Regions from separate parts of the Mus musculus genome. Here all the other regions are linked to region 1. Evidence: chromatin contacts called from public ChIA-PET, HiChIP or PLAC-seq and promoter capture Hi-C data. All regions are on one chromosome and are shown on one strand. Each heading gives the region's core, a stretch centred on a gene start, on an enhancer-like site or on the middle of the called end of the contact. The rest is flanking DNA. Distances are from core to core; before and after follow the strand shown. Region 1 holds the start of Pik3r5 (phosphoinositide-3-kinase regulatory subunit 5). Region 2 overlaps Stx8 (syntaxin 8). Region 3 overlaps Stx8 (syntaxin 8). Region 4 overlaps Myh10 (myosin, heavy polypeptide 10, non-muscle). Region 5 overlaps Stx8 (syntaxin 8). Region 6 overlaps Myh10 (myosin, heavy polypeptide 10, non-muscle). Region 7 holds the start of Myh10 (myosin, heavy polypeptide 10, non-muscle).

Region 1 (2,650 bases), core at 40-2,539:
TTTCTGTCCAGAAGATGCCAGGTGCTCTTGAGGTCTGGTGGTTGGCCCTGCAGGGACAACAACACACCCCAGTGTTGAAGGGAGGAAAATTTCAAACTCAACATCTGCGCCACAGCTGCTAGTAAGAAAGAGGGTGTGCCATTGGAGGGCAGCATCGCTGGGTTTCTGAGGTCCTGAGCTTCCCGGGGTTTTAGCTTTATTCTGCCTTCAGTTTTGGGAATAGCAAGAATGCAGAAGAAGTCAAACATTCCACAACTTCTCTAGCACATTCCTGGACTGTGAAATGCGCTCTTCTCTATCTTCTCCTTCAGGCACCTACTGCCAATCTTGTCTGCTTCTTTACAGTGAAGCCTGCTTCCTCCATCCCTCTCCTCCAAATGTCAACATGTTTGTGAATAAAGTAGAGACTGGGGAGAGAGTTGTATGGACCACATTGCCCACGGCCGGGCTCCTCACCTGTAAACAGGTAGTTGGGATGGAGATCACTGTGGCTAGACCTATGGTGGGCATTGAGCCCCTTCCCACCTAGTTCCAACTTCTGCGCCCGCCCAAAGGGTACTTTCTGTTTCTGTCTATTTAGGGAAGTTGCTTTTTCTTGGTATTTAGGGAGTCAGGAAAAGAAAAACCATTGGGTTTTTACATTAGCTTTCAGGTAGGGTTGTGGCTTTTGAGCAACAATAACGTATGACCTTGTGGTCGGTTCTAGATCTACTACTGGGAAGGTGGAACCCAGCTGAAGTGATGAGAGATTCTGGTACCGTGTAGAGGTGGTGGGTTGTGAGATCAGAGGTTGCAGAAGCAGTGCTGGAAGTTTGGATTGGTTGGAAGTTTCTAGGAAGATTCCTGTAGACGGAATAGAGGAATCAGGGTGCTTACTCCTCAGCACATCAGGGGTGCAGGCCTTTTAAGGGTTAAGAGCACCCGAAAAATAGAAGTAGTAGGAGGAAGTGGGGCGCTGGGTCGCATTGCGAGAAGGAAGCAGCTCATCGGAGCTTCCTCTTTCTCCTCCTTCCCCGAAGCCCCCACCCACCCCTCCTGCACAGACAAAACGCTCTTCCGCCCCACGGAACCTCACCTTACTTTTGGGGAGCTGTGTTACTCAGTACTGGTACACAAGCCGAAGCGGATGGGGTCCTAGCGCAGGGCAACTGCTTTGAGTCCTAAACTCTAGGGCTGGATGTACCGGCTTGACACAATCGAGCCACCAGAGGGCGAGAGAGCCCGGCTGGGCGGCTAGCCCTGGTCATACCCCGCCCCCAAAGCCCCGCCCCAAAGGCCCCGCCTCCCCTAGGGTTGTAGAGACCCGGCAGATGCTGGGACTTGCTGCCCGGTTCCAGCCGCTGAGCGGTGGTCGGGGGCCTCACCCCAACTGCTGAGAGTCGCCGCAGGAGAGGGGCTCGGCGCCCGGCGCCCAGCGGGGACTGCAGGTGTGTAGCTGGACAGCCAGGGGGTGCTGAGGACGCGTATAAGAGCTCGAAGCACAGCCAGAGCAGGTTGGGACCATTCTGGAGTAGTGTGCTCCAACTGCAGCCGGTAGGCTGGACAGTTGGCGACCTTCTAGTTCTATAGTTAAGGTCCACCTAGGGGACCGGGGCCCACAAACCCATGGGACAAACCCAGAGGCAGAAGGGGCGTCCCAGGACTGTTCATCAAGATTGAAGTAGCTATGCGGCCAAGTGTGTGTGTGTGTGTGTGCAGCCTCCTGCTGGGTTACAAGCCACCGTGTGCTCTGGAGTGAAGGAACCTGCCTGTCTCTGGCTCTGAACTCTCTGGAGGAACGTGGACAACAGGAGTTGTTTGGCATCAGGACCGGGGCGTTATCCTCCACCGAGCCTCAGGCTGCCCAAAGTTAGTGACTCTCAGACGCGGCTGCGGGCTGGGAATTGCGCGCCCAGCACAGTGTTTACACGCCGGAGACACGCGAGTATGAGTGTGTGAATGTATACACGTGTGTGCATGGTAGGACTGGCATGATGGCCCATCCTAGGGTGGTAGTAGTAAATATGCAAGAAGTTCAGGACAGTAGGAGGAAGGAGGCTGTTCAGAGGGAAAAGGAAGGCGAGATGAAAGCAGCAGGATGTGGTATGAAGTGAGTTAAGCCTCCTGTCGAGAGGAGGGGTGGCTTTTGGCAACAGGAGGTCTAAAAGCAGGCCAACTCACCTGAAGGCCTTTTCTGAATGGCGGTCCACTTTGCTTTCCTTGCCTGGTAAGGCCCGGTTCCCAGAGCAGAGCTATGCTCCTGTAATGCCTGTCGAGTCTTTGGAACCCAGTTGTACAGTACAGCTTTCCAAGGTGAAACACATTTTAAATAGGGTTCTTAAGCCTTGATGGGGGAGTTTGCTTGGTAAGGTGTAAGACGGAATAGAGACCTGAAGTCCAGCCAGGTTCTGGCATATGACATCTCCTTATTTGTAAAACTGGCTGTGTATGTCTGAGCTGCAGTGTCAGGTCAGAAATGAAAGAACACAACGCAATGAGAGCTTCGTGGGCAACCCTCCACTGTGATTGTTACAAGCTCTTACAAGCACATAGAATCTGTATGTTTAAAGAGACTCATTCCCACCGAGGGGCTGAACTGTGCGCTACGTAAACGTGTGTGTGTGTGTGTGTGTGTGTGTGTGTGTGTATGTGTGTGTGTGTAGCCTGGTGT
Region 2 (2,650 bases), core at 81-2,580, 420 kb before region 1:
TGGAGGGTTAGTAGAATGCTGTGTAATTGTCTGGGGACCACAGCCTAGCCTCAGATCTCTTACAGCCCTGGGCATGGTCCCTAGAATAAACTAAGAGTGCGATAAATTGTGGAGATGGCTTTGCAAAGCGTGCCAGGCTGGCCAGCTCCGTGCTCGTCACAGTGATTTTCAGCCGGTTGTGTTTTGTGAGATATGTAATGTGCTTGCTATTGTTCTCAGGTCCAGCCTGATGAGCGAAGAAGCAAAGCGAGGAACTCCCAACCCTTGGCTCTGTGAGGAGCCGGAGGAGACCAGAGGTTTGGGTTTTGATGAGATCCGACAACAGCAGCAGAAAATTATTCAAGGTACCTATTGCTCCAGGACTGTGGCTCACAAGCCTGGCTATTCTGCTGTGCTTGACTATTCTTTATCTCTACTGAAAGCTAGAGTCCAAAAGTAAAGCTCTTGGTTTTGGCCTCAAGCTGCTTGAGGCAACGACTTCATTGCTGCTCTGACTCCATGGTCATCACATCAGCTTTTACCCTCAACTTCATCTGGACCATCAGGGTTTTTTGTTTGTTTGTTTGTTTGTTTGTTTGTTTGTTTTACCTTTTTATTTGTAGGTTCCACACTTTTGCTTTAAAGTGTGCTGTTTTTAAAGTTTCTCATTTTTTAAACTTTCAGAAGTAATGTACTGTTGCTATGGGTTCAGGCAAGATTTGGGACAGACAAGACAGAGAGTACTTTGTGATGCCTCTCCAGTCTCAAAACTAGAGGTGGATTAGTATGTGTATCCACAGTCCCGCTTGCATTACATCTATGTCTGTGTTTAGTATACATCTATGTGTATGTTTAGTATTTAAGTACACATGTAAATAGCACGTGAGGTACATAGCTATCTCACTATGTGAACATTTCATAGTTTTCAACTTAATGTTATGGCTTTTTCCCATGTCAGGGTGCCTGCTGCTCTTTCTACAGACGTATTTACTGAAATACAATTGGCATTATCATAAGCAGCACAAACTCAACGATTAGATGAACTTTGACACAGTATACACATGTGTTTGCATGTAAGCCCAGCACATACACATGTGCGTGTATGTTTGAAGAAAGCATCACTGGAGTCAAGATAGTGCACACAGCTTGCAGAAGTTCCTCCGCCTACCTCTGAGGGTCTTCCTGTTCTTCCTGTTGTCTCTCCCCAATTCCTCGACAGCGGCTGATCTGCTTTCTGTCGCTGTTAATTGGTTTCTATTTTCCAGTTTCACGGAGTACACTCATACAGTATCTACCCTCTTTGGGGGAAGGGGATCTGGCTTCTTTCTCTATGGCTAATTTTTAAATGCATCTGAATTGTCACGTGACTCTTCTTCACACATGCTGATTTTTTTATTCCCCTAAGATGTCTTTAGTTTTCTCTTCCTCTTTCATTAACCTGTAAGATATTTTCATATGTCCCCCTCACCGTTCTCTTGTCAGATAGCTTTGGGTTTTGTTTTTAGAAGGAAAATTAGTTTCCTTAAGATCCTGCAAGGGCGGCTGGCTGGGCGGCGACAAGGTGACAAGCGTCTCTCAGTGACAGTTTTCAGACTACGGATGTTGTTAAGTCCAGTTGATCAGGTTTTTTTCTTGTGTGATTTTTGTTTTGATTACATCGAAGAAAACATTCAGTAGGTTAAAGCCACAAGATTTATTGCCTTTTCATCTCTAGTAACTTTATAATGTCAGGTTTTCACGTCAAGTCTCTCAGATCTCTTTTGAATTGTTATATAGGCACAGGTGCATTTTCCATTTGGATATCCTTCTGGCTTCGAGCCATTCAAAAAATAAAATAAAAAGAATGCTTTCACTGATGAATGTCAAAGGTAATCAAATGGCCATGTACATATATACATGTATATACATATATGCATGTATACACATACATGTATAAACATATATGGCCCTGTCTCTTTGCTCTATTCTCCAATAATCTGCTTGTTTTAAGGGGGCATGAGCTTTGTGCTTCTCTGATAGATCACTAAACCAAGTGACATGTGACATCAGACTTTATTCTTTTTCTTGGTATTTTTGTATACTTTGGTTTTTCATACTTGTATTTGAATTTTAAAGTCAGCTTTGAATTTTTTTTTAAATGGCATCAAGGCACATGTAATTTTGATTGAGATGACATATTTAGGTTCTTTAGAAGAGAACTAATGTGACATCAGCAAGAATCCTCAATCCGTAATCTGGATTATCACTAAGTAAATCTCACATAGTCTTTCATTTTTCTTAGCATTGCTTTTTAGTTTTCATGATGCACGCCTCACGTGCCCTTGGTCAGGTTTATCCCTACATATTTTACGCTTGTATTGTAAATAGCATTTTAAATGTCCAGTGTCTGATTATTGCTCATATATAAAGCCGCTGTTTATATCTGTGTTGTCTGTGGATCACGCAACTGTGCCCACTCTCCCTAGTGTGCTCTAGTAGCTTATGTGTGGAATCTGCGGGTTTTTCTATGAGTAAGACAATTGGATTTTCTAATTTCATTGCAGATGCCTTCTGTGTATTCCTCTTGCCATATTGTACTTGCTGCAGCCTAGTACAGGTTTGAAAATAGATGTTCTTGCCTTGTTTCTGTTCCTCATGGGACGTGTTTATTTGAATCCAAGTTTGAATCTTT
Region 3 (2,650 bases), core at 53-2,552, 360 kb before region 1:
GTAGAAGAACATGAAAACATTGTACTTGGTAGAAGAAGCCAGACACTGTCTTTCACATGTTGTATAATCCCATTGACTTGAAATATCTGTAATAGGTAAATGCATAGCTGTAAAACTCTAGATTGGCGATCCCCAGGAACTGAAGGAAAAGGCAGTGGATGTGAACTGGAAGAAAGGACAGTGGGTGTGAATTGAAAGAAAAGGCAGTGGGTATAAACTAGAAGAAAGGACAGTGGGTGTGAACTGGAAGAAAGGGCAGTGGGTGTGAACTGGAAGAAAGGGCAGTGGGTGTGAACTGGAAGAAAGGGCAGTGGGTCTGAACTGCTTTGGGGGTAAAGAGACTGAAACTAGACCTAGTATTTGATCACTACTATGAATGTACTAAATGCTCCTGAATTGTTTAAAGTACTACTTCTATGTAGTATTGACTTGACTTCAATAAAAGATAAAAAAGAACAATTCACATTATAAGGTGTGGCAAAGCAGCCATAGTTGATATGTAAATAAGTGAATGCAGGTGCATTCTAATGTAGTGTATAAAGCTTTATTTATAGTGAGAGAAGAGGGGATAGACAGATTTGCTCTGTAGGCAGTTTACCAGCCCTACTACAATGTGAAAGATAATTTTGATAGTGATTGGGGATAGGATAGGTGGGGATGAAGACTGAGCAGATGAGAAGTCTTGGAGTGGGAGAGCAGTTAGCCTGGAAACTATCCCAGTAATCTAAGCAAGCCTCTTCACTGTGGAGGAGGCGCCGACCCTGCCTTACCCTGTAAGGTGGATGGGATTGCGGTCTTTTCCACCTACCCCTACCGTTACTTTTGTATGTGCATTTAAATTTTCCCCTTAAAAAGGATTGGGCACAGTTCCAAATGGAGAGACTCTCTTAATAGAATGAGAGGGCAAGCTGGCGGGGAAGTGGCCGTGAGGGAGAAGAGCACCAAGGCTTCTAAGCATTCACAGGCTTTTCAGCTGAGGTTGGCTCAGCACTCTCTGTTGACTTTAGGACTCTCACACTTGCTTGAATAATGACAAAGATATTTACCTTTTAGACTCGTGTGTGTGTGTGTGTGTGTGTGTGTGTGTGTGTGTGTGTGTATGTGTGTGTGTGTATTCTTTCATAGATAACCTTCACCACTCTTAATGCATTAGCTGCCAACTTTTCCTCCTCTTCCTCTTCCCTCCCTTCTTCCCTCTCCTGTTTCCCAGTGCTGAGATTAGAAACTCAGGAGCTTACAATTACGAGGCTCCCAGATCCCCTTAGGATAGTTAAGTCACACATCCCATTAGTAATAATCTTGAGATGTGGCCAAAGGTGTGACTCAGTGATAGTATCTGTTCGTGCCACACACAAGGCCCTGACTTTAATCACCAGCACCAATAAAAACAAAAGTATTTGTGAGTGAAGTTCTAGATCATTCTTTATAATTGCTCTTATAAAGTTATATACACTATTGCTCTGTGTATTGCATGGATCCTAAAAGAATTTAGAAGAGGTTTTCTGTCCACATTCTAGTGACTCATCTCATACATCCTCCTTTGTAGACTCTTCATGTAAATTATCCTTTGGCTTAAATTTCCCCCTTTCCCAGCGAAATGGAGCCTAGTAAGGAAGCGGTGCTGCCGTGTGTATTGTTTTAACATTATCCTGGACTATGTGCTGTTGGAACTTTCCGATGTGGAAACAGCTGAATTGCTTCTGAGGCTCTCACACACTGAGTTGACTTGAGAACTTAGTGATTAATAAGGCAAAACTATTTCTCTTCGGGCAGAGCCATGGGTTCGGTTTTTCTTCGGGTTAAAAGAACATTAGTCTTCTAACCAGGGATTTCTGCTGTCTTTATAGTGGAACAAATGCTTTTTTCAGATCTAATCCTGGCGTGATAAATAAAGCTCTCTGCAAGGTGCTTGGGAAAGTTGTAAGCAGCTCCCGCGTGGAGAGGCCTTTGTTGTGGAGGAAGAGGCCTAACCTCAAGGGTTAATCAGTCACTGTTCGTGTAGGTCAGAGAGAAAAGTTCACATCTGAGTGGTACTGGCCATCAAGCCCTTTCTTGTGGTTCTTTCCACAGTGATATATTCTTAAATATCCCTTGAGTTCAAGCCTCCCAGATAGATTTATTGGAGCAAAATGTTCCTTGTCCATATGATAAGTTGTGTATTTATTTGCATTGAAACTGAGATAAGTGACAATCAGGAACTCTGTGGTAGCTGTGATTTGAGCAAACATGCTAGTAAGTAATACTGGCCAAGTGTCCAAATGTGCATCTAACACGCTGCCTGGCATATTGCAGATGTTTGTTGATTGCTTATTGGCTGAATGAGTGTAGAGTTTTACGAGGCTGAGTCCAGTATGGTGCTGCCAAGTTGGGCCAGCGTGTGATAGTTGCACAGTCTTCACTTTGTAACTGTTTTGTTAAACTGTATATGTAGATCTTTTGGGTTTCCCTTTACATGCTGGATTTCAGGATTAAAATGTTTTTAAGCACTTTAAGGGGGGTTGTAACAAAGTATATCCTATCCATGGAGCTTGTTTGCTTTAGAGGTTCAAGAGTAATATGCTAAAATTTCCTTTGTTGAATTGAAGCATAAACAGTTGAGTGTTTGCTTGTCAACACATAGAATTTGGTAATTAATTTGTACTTGGGAAAC
Region 4 (2,650 bases), core at 105-2,604, 360 kb after region 1:
CGGTGCTGCTGTCCCAGGTGTTTCCTGGGTTGCTGATTGTTACTGTACAATGTGAATTTCAATTACAGGTTATACCTCCTCACAAATGGACCAAAGCTTAATTGCCAAAGCCTTTGCAGCATGCTCATAGTTTTGTGTATTGTTATGTGTTTGGCTTGGTCTGCCAGTGTTAACAGCCCCAGGCTGGCCTGCAACTCCAGCCTCCTAAGTGCTAGAGTTACAGTCGTGGCTGCCACCCCGCTTATTGTGTGATTTTTTTTTTTTTTAATCTGAATCACCCTGACGATTTCTTACAGTTGTATTTGAAAGCGTGGTTGCAGAGCTTGCCATGTTGGACTGACCCAATTTAAACTTAACCCTGTGAAGGTTCACAGATCTGTCTCATACTCACAAATACAAGCCATTTTTCCTGTGTGCTCTTGCTATGCAGCTGAAGCTGGTGGAGAAACTGGAGACACTGACGTAGGCTTTTTTTTTTCCCAGGACCTAGAAGAACAACTGGATGAGGAGGAGGGGGCCCGGCAAAAGCTGCAGCTGGAGAAGGTGACAGCAGAGGCTAAAATCAAGAAGATGGAAGAGGAGGTTCTGCTTCTCGAAGACCAGAATTCCAAATTTATCAAAGTAAGACCCTTTCCGTCTTACTTTATCAGGATGCAACAGAAAGCTGACACTCACTGAATGTGGCTCCATGCGAGGAAGAGAAAGTGCTGGAGAAAATTTCAGTTGTATTTACTTTCTCTGTAAAGGAGTTCTAAAGACAGGCTCTACTTAGCCAAATGTCCTACAACCTTTTCTAGTCTGTTCCATCTACGCCACTTGTAGTGCATCTGGTATTTGGGCTCTGAGCACAAGGCAGGCAGCAGGCAGGCACCAGGAGAGCACTGGCTACCCTGGGAACACCCCCTAGGCCCCGTTACCCACTGTTTCTCACATCAGAGAGAATCCCAAACCCAAACTCGCGTGTCTTTTCTGAAATAGATTTTTTTTCTACTTAGGAAAAGAAACTCATGGAAGACCGAATTGCTGAGTGTTCCTCTCAGCTGGCTGAAGAGGAAGAAAAGGCAAAAAACTTGGCCAAAATCAGGAATAAGCAAGAAGTGATGATCTCGGACTTAGAAGGTTGGTGTTGGCCCAGAGACCTTAGTGTTGTGCCTGAGTCAGAACAGCCCGGCGACTGCTTAGATGAGGAGTTCTGTTAACAGAGACCCTCCCAGGTTGCGTGGCTTGGTGTCTGGTGGGTGGAATGGAATCGGATGGGTTCCTTTGTTCTTTTTAACTTGCCTTTAATGGACGTTCTGGGCATTGGCTCCAAACACTGAGGAAGTGCCCTGGTGACACCTCACAAAGGGATTGGCCAATGGCAGAGCCTGGTGGGTCAGAGGTGAAACTGGGGAGAGGCAGCGGCAGCAACTCTGGCTGCTATGATGTCACAGTCAAGATGGCGGACGACAGGACAGAAGCTGTGAGGTCGGATGACCTGTCCTTAATCCTGCTGTCTGTACAGCGAGTGCTGTCTGTAGGGGCCCTGCAGAGGCGTGCCCACCAGCTTCCTTAAGCATACTTTACAATGGGAAACATGGGCTTGTATAGTTTAAAAAAAAATACTTGGGGTTGGGGAGGAATTTTAGGTGCTTTGTTTGTTTGTTTATTTGTTTGTTGGGTTTGGTTTTGGTTTTTTGGTTGATGTAGATAAAAGATGGACCATCAGCACAAACTTATTTTTGTCAACTTCCTTGCTACCCTCTGGGTCCTCTGCTAAAGCGATGCCCATGAGGTGGATGTGCCCATCCTGGGGCATCTTAGCAGAAGGAATCTTGTCAAAGAGTTTAGGACTCACGGGTCACACTGCTTGAGCAAATCACGGGAACAGAAGTGGTACAGCCTTTCTTAGGGCAAACATGTGGCCTCTGCCTGCTCCTCTGTCTGCTCGCCCCATCTTAGGGCTGGGGGCTAGCCTGGGGTTAGCTTCCTTCCCAGTTCTGGGCATAGGGATGGTGTGATACAGCACCAGATCATCTTGGCTCTTAGCAGGATAGACCCCTTTCCAAAGCAGGGGCAGCTTTGGACAATGCCCATTTCTCCTTCAAACCCTACCCGTATCCTCATCTTCTCACCGCCATTCCATCCTGGCGGCTCTCAGATGACCAAGCATGGACTCGGGATTATCAGAGCCATGACCACATCCACTTACTGTGTGTGCTCTGCAGTGTGGTGAAGGGCTGCTTCTGTCCTGCCTTACAGAACGCTTGAAGAAGGAGGAGAAAACTCGACAGGAACTGGAAAAGGCCAAACGGAAGCTGGATGGGGAAACAACCGATCTGCAGGACCAGATCGCTGAGCTGCAGGCACAGGTCGATGAGCTCAAAGTCCAGTTGACCAAGAAGGAGGAGGAGCTTCAGGGGGCGCTGGCCAGGTCTGCAGTCGGGGAGGCAGCTGGACGGGCAGGCCTGTGGTCCTGCATGGTGGCCTGGGTCTGGAGCACAGGAAAGCCCCAAGGAACAAGATATAGTTTCTTTGATGTTGGTTATGACATACATTCATGAAAAACCTAGCAACACACAAGTAGTGCAAGAGCTCTGAGGACTCACAAGAGTGTTAGTGTTTACAAATGGCATCTCAATCCCGGGGGCTCACACCAGAGAGCAAGCCA
Region 5 (2,650 bases), core at 45-2,544, 340 kb before region 1:
TGGAGAGGATGATATTAGGGTTTCTCCAGCCTCCTTTCTTGGCCTAGGTAAAATGTGACTGGGATAGCCGCATCCTGATTATTAGGGTTGGGCCTGGAGCTGAGTGGCAGAACGCTTGTCCTGTGTGCTCTAGGTCCTGGGGTGCAGTCCTCAGTACTACACAGACACTAAAAAATACACACTTTGTGATAATTGACTCAACTGTGGATTGGAGTTACTTGTATTTCACAACCAATATGGAAATGTTAATTAGCTCCTAGTTTCATGGCTGTGCTGTCCCTGGATTCAAGCTCTGTGGTATCACTGACTACTGTGATTTATAGCTTCTGTTATTATATAATGACTCAACCAACTTGAGTCCCCTCCTCCCCATTCATTTCTTCATTATCTGAAAACAATATGAAGGACAGGGTGTTCATTGTATAACCCAGGCCGGCCTCAAACTGGTGGCAATCCTGCCCTTAAGTTCTTGGATTATCAGCATGAGCCACAACCCCTGACTGAAAATATTGAAAAATATTTTGGTGGGGAAATGGTATGTGTGTGGTACATAAATGTCCTTTGTAAGTGATATTACAATATTGTCTCTGACATGTTGTTCAGACATAAATGTTGTATGTTTGCAAAAAATTTAGAATATGCTTTCTAACATATAAATCTATGCATGCATATACAGACATAGAAACAGAAATATTTGTATATACACATACACCCGTGTAATTCTTTGTTATGACATACTGTTCGTTTATCATGTTTTCTGTCACTCTCTCTGCAAATGGAATCCGCAAATGGAATCTGCAAATGGAAGCTGGCCCAACAGATCCCATCCACACACGGGGAGCATTAGTGCAGCGTGAGGCAAAGTCTCTCCGCCACATAGTTCTGCTAATCGGAATGAGTTTAGCATGTGGTATTTACTGTTTGGTCTTGCCGACACTCACTTTGTGTTCTGACACGATGCTCTAGTTACTAACAAAAGCATCTGCCATGGAAAAAAAGTAGTCAGGTGATCTTGCTGGAGTTTGAAAATGTGGCAGCTCTTGGTGGTTTTAAATATATGGAAATTAAAGATGGGTAGTCAGCTAGCGACTCAGACAATTTTTTTGATGCTGCCACAGACCCCACAAACTTCACTGCAAGTGCAGCCTGGGAAGAATAAAAATCCAGGAGGGACGGAATGGCGGCTAAGAGGCACGATGGCCAAAGGCTGCCTGCCACAGCCAGAAGATGTGAGTGATTGCATCCTGTGAGGCACTAAGCACTTTAGCAAACCTGTGTAGTTTGATCCCGCTTCATGCCTTTTCTATGACCTCATTCCCTGCATTCCAGAGATGGGCGAGTAGTCTCTGACTCCGTGTGCAGTTGCCTGCGGTCTCTTTCTTTGTGAGTACACCATAGCCCCTCAAGGATGGTTTCTTTGTTTTGGATAGAGGTCCTTCCTATGTCACCCATGTGGCTCCAGCTCCTGGGCTCAAGCTGTCACCTCACTTCAGTCTCCCTAGTGGCTGGTACTGTGGTTAGTGCAGATGCAGGCTTCGAGTGGCTAGATTCTGAGTCCCCCCAGATCACAGTCATTTGTCCCCACATCTCTTTACCCCATTGTTTGCTGGTATTTCCTGGATGCTGTGTGATAGATCGTGTCCTTCCTTTATTGGGGAGTTTCCTCCCTTGCTGCTGTCCTAATGCTTGCAGAATTGTATCTGTATTCTGAATGTTAGGAACCGCAGGCGCAATCTCTGCAGATGATAAACACTGTCCACGACGGATACCTAATGCTTACATTTTGGTTGTTCCTACAGGAAGACTCAGTGTTTACCACATCAGAGAAAAGTCCTCTTTCTTTTACTTGATGGTTATCTCATCTGTCTTCCCAGCTCTTTATCCCCCACCTCTCAGTTTTATTTGCTAACATGTTTCGTCCTTTTTATGCCCTTTTCTGTCTTCTGGGGCATATTTCCTAAAGCTCGCCCCTAGTGTACAGTAACTGCCTTCCTTGTTTCTTTAACAGTCAGGGTTCTGTCTTAGTGTTGTCAAGGGTGTGACATTGTTGCCTTTTGGTAGGTCTGAGCTTGTGACACTGACTTAGTGTCTAATGGCTTCGTCTTGGGAGTATTCCTTGGATGTTCCTTTATTTGAGCTCTTTCTTGCACCTCTTGGCTCTTTGTACACAGAGCTCCCTGTCCATTTGTTTGGCAGTTGGGAAGGGTCTTAGCACAGGCCTCTGTTGCACATTTCAGACCCAGATGAAAGGCTCTGGTTTGAGGTGCGGAGAAAACATGACAGGGGTCCTTGCTTTCTGCCTAACCTGCCCCTGCTCACTGCCTCCCCTCGCCCCACCATGTGTAAGGTGTGAACAGGCAAGGGGACATCCCCATGGAGTGGCTTCCAGAGTGGTGGCTTCCAGAAGCACTGCAGGAGTTCCTACCAGGTGCCCTGCAATAGGAAACCCATAGGTAGGAATTTAAACTAATAACTTTAGAATTTTTATTTATTTAAATGTGTGTATGGGTGTTTCACTATACATACAAACACACACACACACACACACACGTATGTGCACCACATGCACACCTGGTGCCCATGGAGGTCTAAAGAAAGCATCAGATACCCTGGGCATAGAATTACAGGCAGTTAGGAGCCTCCATGCTAA
Region 6 (2,650 bases), core at 95-2,594, 340 kb after region 1:
TATAGGTGAATAAATTAAGAAAATTACATGTCTAAATTAATCTATCTACTAAGCAGAACAATAGGACAAGGGTGTCGGGGGACAGCATTCACAGACAAATGAGGGCAATGGCAGCAATGAATGAAGGATGCTCAGATTCACTTGTCACAACAGAGCAGTGTCACATTTGACATCGGCTAAGGTCAGGCAGCTGATGCAAGAAGGACCCCATAGAAACAGGAGTAGGAGCCTTGCATTCATTAAGAGCACTGTGTGTCAGCTCAGACTGTGCTCCCAGCAACAATTCCTAAGCTGATTCCTAGGTCCATCCTTTACATCACTGTGGAGCCTGCTGCCTCCGTGAAGAGAATGGAACACAGGCAGGTGCAGCCTGTAGCTCCTTGTAGCTCCCTGCAGCTCACAGGCCCACAAGCTCACCAGGATACCCTGAGCCTCTTCCCTCTCCAGGTCCTGACGTTGCTCTTCCTCTCCTCGCTTTGTATTTCATTTATTCTTTATTTCTATTCCTTAATTGTTCATTAGTAAGCACTGAGATGTTTGGTAATGTGGTGTAGCTATCCTCTCTTACCACCACCTCTCTGTCTCTCTGCTACACTGTGTGTGTGTGTGTGTGTGTATGCATCTGTATACTCATGCACACACAGAATTCAGTTATCTTTTTACTCCATGACTCCTGGGGATTGGCCTCAGCTTATCAGGCCTGGTTGTAAGCACCTTTACTCACTGAGCAGTCAGTCTCACAAGCCCTCTCTTACCTTGTTACAGTGCTGTGGTGGTGGGGCAGATGTGAGAGACAGAGAGCCCTCCCTTAGGATAGTCATAGCTTTAGTAGTGTCTGTGCTGCCTACGGAATAGTTTAGAATGAGCTTTTGGGGTAACTAGATGGCTAAGTATTCCTGTCTTCCTCCCATGACTCAAAACCTTCAGCTGAACTCCTTCGAGCAGCTGTGCATCAACTACACCAACGAGAAGCTGCAGCAGCTGTTCAACCACACCATGTTCATCCTGGAGCAGGAGGAGTACCAGCGAGAGGGCATCGAGTGGAACTTTATCGACTTCGGCCTGGACCTGCAGCCCTGCATCGACCTGATAGAGAGACCTGTGAGTGCCTCCTCCCTGCCCAGCTTCCTGCTCTGTTGAGCAGAGACTTCAGTTTTCTTTCTGGCATAATCTGAGACAGACGATCTAGAAAATGATACTCTGATAACACGATTTACTTAAAAGTGTGTGATCTGGCAGTCAGAGCCTTTGTTAGGTCTCCTCAGGTGCAGCCTTGAATCCCCTGTCCTTGTGTTTGTGCATGTGTCAGATAATGTGCTGTGGTCCTCACAGACCACAGAGACCAGTATGATGGTTGCACTGGTGTGTACCTGTCAAAGGGCGTGTGCCGCTCCACTTCCTTCCTAGGTAATACAGGGACACTTAGCTGAGAACAAAATGTGTCACATAAACTTAGTTTTTAGATAATTGAATTTGAGCTCAGCCTTTTGTAAGTATTTTTTGACAGTTTTTTGTTTTTGAAGTATGTTTGAGGAGGCATTCTTTTGGCAAATATACATTTAAGGACACACGATGTGGGATAGTCCATAGCTTAGCTCTGCCAAGATAGAGTAAGCTAGCCCTTCATGATAATTCCTGCTCCACTTACGGTCTGACATATGATTCTGGGCCAGAAGGCTGGAGACAGATGCTGGAAAGGGAGTGAGAGAATGTTCTGGGGCAGCACTGGGTGGTACAGTGGTCACCGTAACCACATATCTTAGACACTCCAGGCAGGAGGAGGTAAGCTCCTTCCGACTTCCCCTCTTGGCCTCCATGGGCACCAGCACCCATGTTCACAGACACATAAAAATAATAAAACAGATCTAGGATTTAGGAATGTTTTCATTCAAGGGGATTGGAAATTGAATGTTATAATTCCTATGACCTTAACATTAGTGGCATGCTTAATTTCTCAGACCGTTGACAGTAGCTCCAGCTACCTGCCCCTGTGATCCTGGCTCAGTAGCCCCAGCTATTTGCCTCTATGACCCTGGCTCAGTATTATTAACTCCCTTCCACTGTAACCCTAACACAGTAGCCTGCCACTGTGACCATGGTTTCTCTAGAAGTAGCTAACCTCGGACAATGTGGATTATCATCTCTCTTTAACTGATCTGACACCCCGAAAGCTCTTTGAGAAGGAACCCAGGGGTAAGGGTCTCGCTGTAGAAGGGTTCCTAGGTCCCATGAACCGTGTGCTTCATTCAGCAAGTGCCTGGATCTATCACCATCACATTGCTTCGTTTATACTCAACTGTAACCCCTGCTTGCCTTCCAGATAGCATCTTCATCCAGTAAATACCTGAGGAAAATAGTTTCTAAAGTTTTATACAAAAAGAAAAAAATTCAGAATGTGAATTCAGTGCCGTGTCACATGCTGGGGCCGCACTGGCGCTATAGCAGTAAACAATAGCCCAGAAGCACTACTAAGGAGCCTGCTGCTCTCTAAATACTTTATTTCTGTTTCCAAGTCACTTATGTAGAAAAAGAAAGTCATCGAAGAAAAGGCAAGCTGTAGATTTTTTATTATTTTTAATTAAGACATAATTCACATGCGTAAATGAATGTAAATGAACCTGTTAAGGCTGGAATTCAGCAGTTTTGTGCT
Region 7 (2,650 bases), core at 70-2,569, 260 kb after region 1:
AGGGGGCAGCCACCCTAGTGGGCATGTGGGGTTGGAGACCAGATGCACCTGGACAAAGGACAAAGAATTCTCACTTCCCCCGGAAGGGCTCTGCATTCAGCTGCCTTGGAGATTTCTCTGAATTCCACCAACCCTTTCTTATCACTTCCTGCCTTGTTTTCATTTTTTTTCTCACTTTAAAAAAAAAAATCAGTCTAGAAGTTTCTCAGGCATTTACAAAGTATCCATTAAAACACACACATATATACAATACTAAATACATAAAATCCTGAGGCAGTTTTAAAATAAAGTATTTTATATTTATCTTTTTATAAGAACAATAATCCATTTGGCTCTTGTGATTTTTTTACTTTATTATATTTATACATGTATAATTAAGAGTTGACTAGATTCTGCAGACATTTCATTACATTTTTTTTTTAACTTCAATTTTCCAGTTTCCTTATTTTGGAAGCCCACTCCCACCTGAGGTCCATGAACCTTTCTAAGGCACTTGAACCACTGGTTCTTTAGCCCTAGGGGCTATGACAACAGCACAGGAATCCTGCAAGCCCTACCCAGTTCCTCTTCCATAGAGAGCTGGAATGAATGAGTGAGTGAACAAATGAAGTCGCTCTCTGGTCTTCTCTGCCAGGCCCGTTTGCTTCTCGTATTTTTGGAATCTCAGCCCTGCCTAAGAGGCAGAGCAAGCAAACATCCAACTGCGGCGGGTCACGAGAGGAAGGAAGCATCAGTAAGGGGGGACTCCGGCCGCCACAGGGTTGCAGCCCGGTCAGGACAGAGCTTTAGCGCCCAGCCCGAGAGGCTCCCCTCCCCCACTGCAGGTGAGCCGCAAGCAGCGGCTCCCACCCACTGAAGCTCCAGGGTGACGTCAGGCCTCAGGACCGCGCTCCGGCCCCGCCCCTGCAGGCAGCTCCGGGAGCTGGCGATTCCTCGGCGAAAGCCGGTCCCGCTGAGGGACCCAGTGGCTGCGGCAAGCCTACGGGCCGCAGAACGCTCGAGTGGGTTGCAGCGGCGGCCCGACGCAATAGAGAGACGTGACCAGTGGGAGCTGGTGACTTGTGCTGCGGTACACCTGCCCCACTGTCCACCCAGCCCTGACTAGCGCAGCGCGCACACCCCAACAAGATCGGCGATCTCTGCCTCGCGGGATCGCCAGGCTCCTAGTTTCAGCTGTCCATCTCCCTCCAGAGTCAGCCAATCACCCGCCACTGCCCCGGCCGCACCTCCCGGAGTCTCTGACAGGCGTGAGTAGCAGCCTATGAGATTGGGAGTCTGTGGGTCTAGGTCGGGAGCGGGAGCCAATGAGCATCATTCCAGGTGGGTGGAGGGAGCGGGACTTGGGAAGGTAGCTTCGTTCGGGTTGCTAACGTCTTTCCTGGGAGATGGGCGCGCAAACCGACCAGTGGGTCTGGGGGCGGCAGTGATGGGCGTGGAGATGGCCCAATGAGGGTGGGAGTGGGTGGGGCAGGCGCGAGCAGCAGTGCTAAAGGAGCCCGGCGGAGGCAGCGGTGGGTTTGGAATTGAGACGCTGGATCTGTGGTCGCTGCTGGGGACGTGTGCCGGCGCCACCATCTTCGGCTGAAGGTGAGACGAGCAGTTGCCCGGGTCCGAGTGCGGCGTTCCGGGAGTGGGGACGGTTGAGGGAACAGGAGGGGAGGAACCGGGGCTGGGGAACTGGGCGAGCCTGGAGCACAGAGACGGAGCCCAGGCGGGAGCTGGGAAAGGGAGACTGGGCAGTGGAGAGCGGAGCTTGTGGAGATGACGAGACCCCAGTGTATGGAGATGAAGAGACCCCTGGAGGGGTGGGAAATGGGGTCCTTGAGAATGAGACCTCTTCATGGATCAGGGCCAGGTCATACGTGAGGACGACTCTTGAAAGGGATGAGAATGGAGATCTGGGGATGGGGATGTAGGGACCAACTCCTGGTTGCATTGGATCCCTGGAAGCGTGGGGTTGGGAGGTGAGTGCCCTAATAAGAGGCCGGAGGCGCCCGGCGTGTCTATCTCCTTTTAGGAGAGGACTGAGTCCTGGGATGTGATCTTGGTGCTGGGGGCCCAGGAAGGAAAGGGGACCCTGGGTGGGTTGCACCGTGGGTTAGGTGGAGTTAGATTTCCCCGGGTGCGACTGAAAGGTTCTCCGAAGACTCAGAAGGCGGACCCTGGATCTGTGCGGTTTAGGGACCAGTGGCCTGAAACTGCATGGTCTTGGGAGCATGCGACGGATGAGAGGCTCCAGAGCTGGTCTCGGGAAGGAGGGCTGGAGCTAGACCTCATGCCACGCTCGCTGGGGACCGTGGTGGACCGGGAGGTGGACACCGGGCGAGGCCTGGGCCGTTGGGGAGAACGAGGCGGGAAATGTGGCCCGGGCGCGTTGTAGCGGAGCGGCCGGGGGGAGGGTCAGCCGTCGCCTCTGGATCGCTTTATTGTGTAAGTGATCTGGTAATGGCTCGCCGCAGAATCTCTCCCTAGCCTTCTGTAGTTAGGGTGTCATACTCTGATCCTATAAAATCGAAGTGGATTTGGGTCGGAGGGAAGTTGAAGCTGTGGAGTCCTTGGCGTTGGCGGGGCTTTGTGGGCCTTTGGTGGGCGGATGCGGCCCAGGGACCCGAGAGGCCCCCAGTCAGGCCTCTCTGGGAACTGGGGCCTT

Evidence for each region. Promoter capture Hi-C pulls out the DNA fragments that hold promoters and counts their contacts. HiChIP or PLAC-seq counts read pairs in DNA pulled down with a chosen protein or histone mark. ChIA-PET counts read pairs in DNA pulled down with a chosen protein or histone mark.
Region 2: an H3K27ac HiChIP or PLAC-seq map of large pre-B cells shows a contact between it and region 1, with 6 times the contacts expected there. The contact joins the enhancer-like site here to the promoter of Pik3r5 in region 1. A contact is called at or near these places in 2 of 39 promoter capture datasets (the SN4741 cell line and embryonic stem cells), 2 of 15 datasets of contacts at CTCF or cohesin (embryonic stem cells and stem cell-derived epiblast-like cells), 1 of 484 Hi-C or Micro-C datasets (embryonic stem cells) and 9 of 115 datasets of contacts at active chromatin or transcription factors (double positive thymocytes, embryonic basal ganglia, embryonic forebrain and 6 more).
Region 3: a contact with region 1 is called in a CTCF HiChIP or PLAC-seq map of the NIH/3T3 cell line, with 6 read pairs. The contact joins the enhancer-like site here to the promoter of Pik3r5 in region 1. A contact is called at or near these places in 2 of 39 promoter capture datasets (the 3T3-L1 cell line and embryonic stem cells), 1 of 15 datasets of contacts at CTCF or cohesin (the NIH/3T3 cell line), 2 of 115 datasets of contacts at active chromatin or transcription factors (embryonic stem cells and large pre-B cells) and 2 of 9 other capture datasets (embryonic stem cells and pancreatic islet).
Region 4: a promoter capture Hi-C map of embryonic stem cells shows a contact between it and region 1, with 4 times the contacts expected there. The contact joins the enhancer-like site here to the promoter of Pik3r5 in region 1. A contact is called at or near these places in 8 of 39 promoter capture datasets (the 3T3-L1 cell line, 3T3-L1-derived adipocytes, the C10 cell line and 3 more), 2 of 15 datasets of contacts at CTCF or cohesin (large pre-B cells and pro-B cells), 5 of 484 Hi-C or Micro-C datasets (adipose-derived mesenchymal stem cells, embryonic fibroblasts, myocytes and 2 more) and 6 of 115 datasets of contacts at active chromatin or transcription factors (T-cell acute lymphoblastic leukemia, bone marrow-derived dendritic cells, bone marrow-derived macrophages and 3 more).
Region 5: a contact with region 1 is called in a FOXA1 HiChIP or PLAC-seq map of pancreatic cancer cells. The contact joins the enhancer-like site here to the promoter of Pik3r5 in region 1. A contact is called at or near these places in 6 of 39 promoter capture datasets (the C10 cell line, the SN4741 cell line and embryonic stem cells), 2 of 115 datasets of contacts at active chromatin or transcription factors (large pre-B cells and pancreatic cancer cells) and 1 of 9 other capture datasets (embryonic stem cells).
Region 6: an RNA polymerase II ChIA-PET map of memory CD8 T cells shows a contact between it and region 1, with 7 read pairs. The contact joins the enhancer-like site here to the promoter of Pik3r5 in region 1. A contact is called at or near these places in 5 of 39 promoter capture datasets (the C10 cell line, embryonic stem cells, frontonasal cranial neural crest and 2 more), 2 of 115 datasets of contacts at active chromatin or transcription factors (large pre-B cells and memory CD8 T cells) and 1 of 9 other capture datasets (embryonic stem cells).
Region 7: a contact with region 1 is called in a promoter capture Hi-C map of 3T3-L1-derived adipocytes, with 5 times the contacts expected there. The contact joins the promoter of Myh10 here to the promoter of Pik3r5 in region 1. A contact is called at or near these places in 12 of 39 promoter capture datasets (the 3T3-L1 cell line, 3T3-L1-derived adipocytes, the C10 cell line and 8 more), 1 of 15 datasets of contacts at CTCF or cohesin (the NIH/3T3 cell line), 1 of 484 Hi-C or Micro-C datasets (embryonic stem cells) and 2 of 115 datasets of contacts at active chromatin or transcription factors (memory CD8 T cells and pro-B cells).

The regions. Positions count from the first base shown.
Region 1 is chr11:68,430,836-68,433,485 of GRCm38.p6, forward strand. It overlaps Pik3r5 (phosphoinositide-3-kinase regulatory subunit 5), which reads left to right and starts at 1,290. Exons shown (of 19, transcript NM_177320.2): 1 at 1,290-1,427. Gm32046 (a long non-coding RNA gene) reads right to left here and starts at 1,250. Exons shown (of 2, transcript XR_388771.3): 1 at 1,076-1,250; 2 at 1-843.
Region 2 is chr11:68,011,096-68,013,745 of GRCm38.p6, forward strand. Stx8 (syntaxin 8) reads left to right here. Exons shown (of 8, transcript NM_018768.3): 5 at 220-344. Among named protein-coding and RNA genes, the nearest start is that of Stx8, 46 kb to the left of the region's middle. Within about 2 kb of position 1,331, at least 4 of the 459 cell types and tissues checked have an H3K27ac peak or open chromatin away from gene starts, as enhancers often do.
Region 3 is chr11:68,071,064-68,073,713 of GRCm38.p6, forward strand. The region is part of intron 6 of Stx8 (syntaxin 8); the gene reads left to right. Among named protein-coding and RNA genes, the nearest start is that of Stx8, 110 kb to the left of the region's middle. Within about 2 kb of position 1,303, at least 21 of the 459 cell types and tissues checked have an H3K27ac peak or open chromatin away from gene starts, as enhancers often do. A contact at or near this core is called in the NIH/3T3 cell line, where this site is marked.
Region 4 is chr11:68,789,622-68,792,271 of GRCm38.p6, forward strand. Myh10 (myosin, heavy polypeptide 10, non-muscle) reads left to right here. Exons shown (of 41, transcript NM_175260.2): 23 at 484-621; 24 at 996-1,119; 25 at 2,242-2,413. Among named protein-coding and RNA genes, the nearest start is that of Ndel1, 62 kb to the right of the region's middle. Within about 2 kb of position 1,355, at least 11 of the 459 cell types and tissues checked have an H3K27ac peak or open chromatin away from gene starts, as enhancers often do. A contact at or near this core is called in embryonic stem cells, where this site is marked.
Region 5 is chr11:68,088,742-68,091,391 of GRCm38.p6, forward strand. The region is part of intron 6 of Stx8 (syntaxin 8); the gene reads left to right. Among named protein-coding and RNA genes, the nearest start is that of Stx8, 120 kb to the left of the region's middle. Within about 2 kb of position 1,295, at least 71 of the 459 cell types and tissues checked have an H3K27ac peak or open chromatin away from gene starts, as enhancers often do. A contact at or near this core is called in the SN4741 cell line and pancreatic cancer cells, where this site is marked.
Region 6 is chr11:68,767,272-68,769,921 of GRCm38.p6, forward strand. Myh10 (myosin, heavy polypeptide 10, non-muscle) reads left to right here. Exons shown (of 41, transcript NM_175260.2): 13 at 928-1,101. Among named protein-coding and RNA genes, the nearest start is that of Myh10, 77 kb to the left of the region's middle. Within about 2 kb of position 1,345, at least 13 of the 459 cell types and tissues checked have an H3K27ac peak or open chromatin away from gene starts, as enhancers often do. A contact at or near this core is called in memory CD8 T cells, where this site is marked.
Region 7 is chr11:68,690,596-68,693,245 of GRCm38.p6, forward strand. It overlaps Myh10 (myosin, heavy polypeptide 10, non-muscle), which reads left to right and starts at 1,320. Exons shown (of 41, transcript NM_175260.2): 1 at 1,320-1,587.